Linked DNA regions of Arabidopsis thaliana: region 2 is linked to region 1. A link is a contact called in public capture Hi-C data. All regions are on one chromosome and are shown on one strand. The core of a region is the stretch at or near the end of the contact, and the rest is flanking DNA. Distances in the headings are between cores, read along the strand shown.

Region 1 (2,932 bases), core at 281-2,780:
TTCCACAGGTTATATTAACAGTCACACTTTTCGGCAAAACCTCTTATTAGAGCAACATAACAAATAAGTCAGTGTTTTCTAGTGAAGTTATGCTTCTCTAGATAGCTACCAAATTCACACTTTATATCACCAATCAAAGCCTAAACTTTTCCATTAAATTTTTTTTATTGCGAGAGTCATATTATCATTCACAATGAACACAAATGCCAATAAGCTCCTCTAAAGATGAACCAACTAGAACCTTATCTAACCCGGTAGCTAATCATTTCTCAACCATCAATCCTCGACTATGAGCACGAAAGCACAGAAAACCAAAAAGCTACTTTCTCAAGCATAATTCGATACAACATTGACACAACTAAAACCAATCATCAAACCCTCACACCAACAAACATTAAGATCAATCTCGCTTAAAGTACGCCGCTTATGAAAATTCACACTTTGTATCACCAATCACAGTCTCTATAATTTTTCCATTACTTACAGAGAATGTCATAACAAAAAAGAATCAACTAGAACCTTATCAAACTCTCTAACTAATCATTTCAAAACCATCAATCATCGCGTACGAGCACGAAAGCACGTAAAACCCGAAAACTAAAGCTATTTTGACCTCAAGCAAAGCCAATGAAATTCACACTATATGTCACCAATCAGAGCCTATAATTTTCCATTACTACTTAGAATGTCACAACAAAAAAAGAATCAAGTAAAACCTTATCAAACTCTCTAGCTAATCATTTCTCAACCATCAATCATCGCGTACGAGCACGCACGTTAGAACGTAAAAACCCGAAAACTAAAGCTATTCTGACCTCAAGCAAAGCCTATGAAATTTACACTTTATATCACCAGCCTATAATTTTCCATTACTACTAAGAATGTCAGAACAAAAAAGAATCAACTATAACCTTTTCAAACTCTCTAACTAATCATTTCAAAACCATCAATCATCGCGTACGAGCACGCACGAAAGCACGTCAAAACCGGAAAACTAAAGCTACTCTGACCTCAAGCAAAGCCTATGAAATTCACACTTTATATCACCAATCAGAGCCTATAAGTTTCCATTGAATAACTACAACTTTATCAACTATAACGTTATCAAACTCTTTAAACAGTTCTTAAACACAATTTCGAGATATGAACGAAAACAAAACTAATGAATTTTGACTCACGGCGAAAGTAGTAGCGGTTGCGCAGATTACAAAAGCCGCGAGGACTTCCCAAGGCCTTGAGTCCGGCTTCTGCTGCGGTGGTGGAGGATTCCATTTCTTATCTTTATCATCTTCGCCTCCCATTTTCTCTCTGCTTCGTTTTCTACGAATTACGATAATCGATAAGAGGATCTTTGGGGTTGTAACAACATCGTCAGAGAATTTCGATTGCTTCTCTTCTTTCTTCACTACTTTGAAGATCAAATTGGATTTTGATTTTTTTTTTTCTTCTTCCACCGCCTCAATTCGTCTTTGGAAGACGTTTTCTCTCCGTCGTACCGACGACGAACAATTTTCAGAATTTTTTGTTTTCGATAGGTGAGAAATAGTTGGGCCCTTATTGGGCCTCTTTCCCAAACAAAGAACGAATATTGTTTTTTTTTTTTTTTTTCGTCTGAATAATTCATGAAATTATCCAAAGGTGAAATACAAGGAAGAAATATATAGTATAATACTAAAGTTGGCAGGATTTTAACCTTCAAAAACTAAAAAAACATAGGGAGATAAACAAAAGAACGAATTAATAAGTAAATTGATTAGAAATAAAGAGAATCTAGAAAAAAAATCTGAATTAGGAGCTAAGGGATCGACGCACAAAAGCCTTATTTGTCTTGTTGAGAGGAACCGAGTCAAAATCCATTGTATAGCTCTTCTTTGTGCTGAAAGACTTTTTTGACAAATTTTCCGACGTTAAATAAATAGTCAGAAATTTTCGACGGCTTCGTAATGATATTCCGACGGATTTCTGACGACATGTTTCCCGTCAAAACACCGTCGAAACTTTCCTATGGATTCAAAATGGTCGACAATTCGTCAGTGATTTCCAACGAAACTCCGACCAAATATTTCGACGGATTTCCGACCAAAATATATCCGTTTTGACACCTCTAATATTCGTCAGAATATGTTGTACCTTTCCGACAAAATTCCAACAAAATACACTCGGTTAAGTAGCCGTCCGGTCAAATAGCCGTGCGTATAGTTATTTATAAAAAAATCATCAAATCTCCAACGAAAATCAGTCGAAAACTCGTCTGACATCCGTCAAAAACTCGTCGGAAAAATTGATAATTCTCATCTTTATTTTTTCTACCCTCATTGACAAAATCGTCCAAGCAACAAAATAGAACCAGAGAGAAATGGTTTCTTCGAATCCGTTTAATTATTTTTGATCATGGATGGACCAGCCCATGCGTGATCCGGTGACGGAGTTGCTAACGCCAGAATATACAGAAGGTCTTAAACAATTCATGGCATTTGCGACAAACCAACCAGTAACCATCAAATCAAAACAAATGTATTGTCCGTGTTCTACATAACTAATTTTAAGAGTTATTCTGGTATCTTAAGTTTGGATGCATTTATATGGGGATGGGTTTATGCCGGGGTACAAAGCTTGGCTCATGTATGGAGAGAATGAGTCAATCACTACAAGAAAATAGGCAAACGACGACTACGCAAGGCGACTAACAATGTATTCGTCCTTTTTTGCGACTATATTACGACTGATGGACGACGACGTTACGACAATAGACAAATTGGTCGTTCCATAGTCGTATTTTAGCGACTACAAGCTTTAGTCGGTAAATAGTCGTCCAAGTACGACTATTTGACGACGACATTACTGAAAAAAATAAGTAGTCGTAAAGTAGTCGTATATTGACGACTACATATCCGACTTTAAACATTAGTCGCAAAACAGGCGACGATACTAC
Region 2 (2,854 bases), core at 197-2,696, 58 kb after region 1:
TTAGTAGATATTTATTTTCTCCTGATCATTCAACATCAAAAATGAAAAGTGTGTCTTATGAGAACAATTTCTTATTTTCTTGAAGAAGTGTCATGATTCGATTTGTGAGTCTCATGCATTATTCAAAAGTTATACAATTTTGCTAGAAAGAGTCATTTTGCATTTTTTTTTTTTTTACATTGATATGATTACCTATGAGGCTATGACCCATTTCTATATCTTTATAATTGATGTTTATTTTAAGTGATTTGAAATGCTCTAACGATGAAATTGGTGATGAAAATGAGAGAATTTAACCCAATTACTGGAGATGATCCATTAAGGTATATTATCTTCCCTTGTGTTTACTTTAGACAACGAAACTATACGTGGGAAAATTTTATGTTAAAAGTTACTATAAAGGTAGTAACAAAACTTATAAGATTTCTTCCCTTTATAGTATATTTGAAAACCTGACTGACTGAGACATTTTTGTTACTATAAAGAGAAGAAAATATACTAGAAAGCTAAAACAAGACATTCCATTTCAACCAAAACTATAATCTCTACTGATTTACCTTATAACTTTTTACCATTCTTTGTCAACTTTAATAGTCATTTTCACTTTTAAGATGGGTTACTTTCCAAAATTTGAAAATCTGACTGAGACGTTTTTGTGTGCTTTACATATACAAAAAAAACTTTAGAGCATAAGAACGACTAGAAAAAAAAAAAAAAAAACTAAAGTGAGTTCCCACAAATAACACAAAAATAGAAGAAGCAATAAAAAAAAAAGAGTTACGTTATAGAAAAGAGTTTTCGTCAATTATTGTTTCCCTGGTGAAAGAGTAAAAAGATGAAAAATCATATTAACAATAATAGAAGATTACGATAAAAGCTTAAGATGGGAGAGACCTCATATGCATAAAGTGTTCCCATGCCATTTCTATCTCTACATGTTAAACCTCATTGCTTTCATCAGCATCTTTCTACCAAACCGATGAAGTATGATTGATATATTGTGTGATTCAAATCTCCAAATTTTGTTTTATTGCATGATTAAAAATATCCCCGACCTTATAATATACGTCTACCTTTTGTTTATGTCCTTGCTGTCCACTATCAAAAATAAAAAGGAACATACAGATAGGATAACAAATACATCGGAAACTCAAAGGAAATGAGAGAATAAATACAAATAAATAATACTTCCAAATTGTAAACTCTAATTTAACAAGGAAAAACATTTTCTAAAAATTATCATACGATTAAAAAATATTATAAGCATTAAATAGAAAAAAAAAGTGTACGTGTGGGTGTGGGTCAGAATAATTAAATAATTTTGTACGTGTGGGTTTTTTAGTCAAAAGAATCAACACCGTCTACTTTCACTATAGCTAATAATGTCGGGACAATGTCTCCTAATAGATCACCTCCCTTAGCTTCCTCTACATTATATATTCACCATTCTTCTTTCTTTGTTCCTCAACAGGGCTCACATTCTCTATCCACCAAAACTTTTCTTCTACTTTTCTATCTATATATCTATTGTTGAGCTACAAAGTGAAAGTACTTTTACTTGCTATATTGATCACCAAGTTATAGCATTTAAAAAAAATGTTGTCAAGCAAAGTTGTTGGCGACTCTCATGGACAAGACTCATCCTACTTCCTTGGATGGCAAGAATACGAGAAGAATCCTTTCCACGAGTCGTTTAACACTAGTGGGATTGTTCAAATGGGTCTTGCTGAAAACCAGGTTTGTATCAATGAATCTACTAACTATTTTAACTCATAGAGAACAAAACTAGTATGTACACAATTTCCAAACTTTTGTTTATCGGTTGTTGTTTCCGTTCTTTTTGCAGCTTTCTTTTGACCTAATAGAGAAATGGCTTGAAGAGCATCCAGAAGTCTTGGGTTTGAAGAAAAATGATGAGTCGGTGTTTAGACAATTAGCTCTGTTCCAAGATTACCATGGCTTGCCAGCTTTCAAGGATGTAAGTAACATATTGGGAGTGTTTAAACAAAGTTTCAGTTTAGTTTAACTTTAACGGAAACAAATAATCGATAGGGTTTTGATATTTCGAATTCAAAAGATCGAAAATTCGCGTGTGGTTATTTTTTTATTTATTATTATTATTCTTTTTGGATTCGGTTTTTCGGATATATAAAAAGAGAGTAAACATTATAGGAGTAGAGTCAAACTATGATACTAAATATTCTATGGTTTTACACAACAGGCCATGGCGAAGTTCATGGGGAAAATCAGAGAGAACAAAGTGAAATTCGATACGAACAAGATGGTTCTTACAGCTGGATCAACCTCGGCTAACGAGACTCTAATGTTCTGTCTTGCTAATCCAGGAGATGCCTTTCTTATCCCTGCACCTTATTATCCAGGGTACGTGTATATTTTTACACTAACGTTTCTGAATATGTTAGTGTTATTTACAAGAGAGACTAAATTTGTTTTTTGTTTTTTGTCATCATGAAGGTTTGATAGAGATCTCAAATGGAGGACAGGAGTAGAGATTGTTCCTATCCATTGCGTAAGCTCAAATGGGTACAAGATAACCGAGGATGCATTAGAAGATGCCTACGAACGAGCTCTCAAACATAACCTAAATGTTAAAGGAGTTCTCATAACCAACCCTTCAAACCCACTTGGAACCTCTACCACCCGTGAAGAGCTTGATCTTCTTCTGACCTTCACATCAACCAAGAAAATCCATATGGTTAGCGATGAGATCTACTCGGGAACGGTTTTCGACTCTCCTGAGTTCACCAGCGTTCTAGAAGTGGCTAAGGACAAGAACATGGGTTTAGATGGTAAAATCCATGTTGTTTACAGCTTGTCCAAAGATCTAGGCCTC

Evidence for each region. Capture Hi-C pulls out chosen DNA fragments and counts their contacts.
Region 2: a contact with region 1 is called in a capture Hi-C map of seedling, with 2.1 times the contacts expected there. A contact is called at or near these places in 3 of 26 Hi-C or Micro-C datasets (callus, leaf and root) and 1 of 3 other capture datasets (seedling).

Annotation. Positions count from the first base shown.
Region 1 is chr4:4,827,637-4,830,568 of TAIR10.1, forward strand. It overlaps AT4G07990 (Chaperone DnaJ-domain superfamily protein), which reads right to left and starts at 1,531. Exons shown (of 7, transcript NM_116868.4): 1 at 1,179-1,531. The coding sequence starts at 1,301.
Region 2 is chr4:4,885,516-4,888,369 of TAIR10.1, forward strand. It overlaps ACS11 (1-aminocyclopropane-1-carboxylate synthase 11), which reads left to right and starts at 1,447. Exons shown (of 4, transcript NM_116873.2): 1 at 1,447-1,737; 2 at 1,847-1,978; 3 at 2,222-2,382; 4 at 2,476-2,854. The coding sequence starts at 1,597. It overlaps AT4G08039 (Defensin-like (DEFL) family protein), which reads right to left and starts at 520. Exons shown (of 2, transcript NM_001036515.1): 1 at 458-520. The coding sequence starts at 520.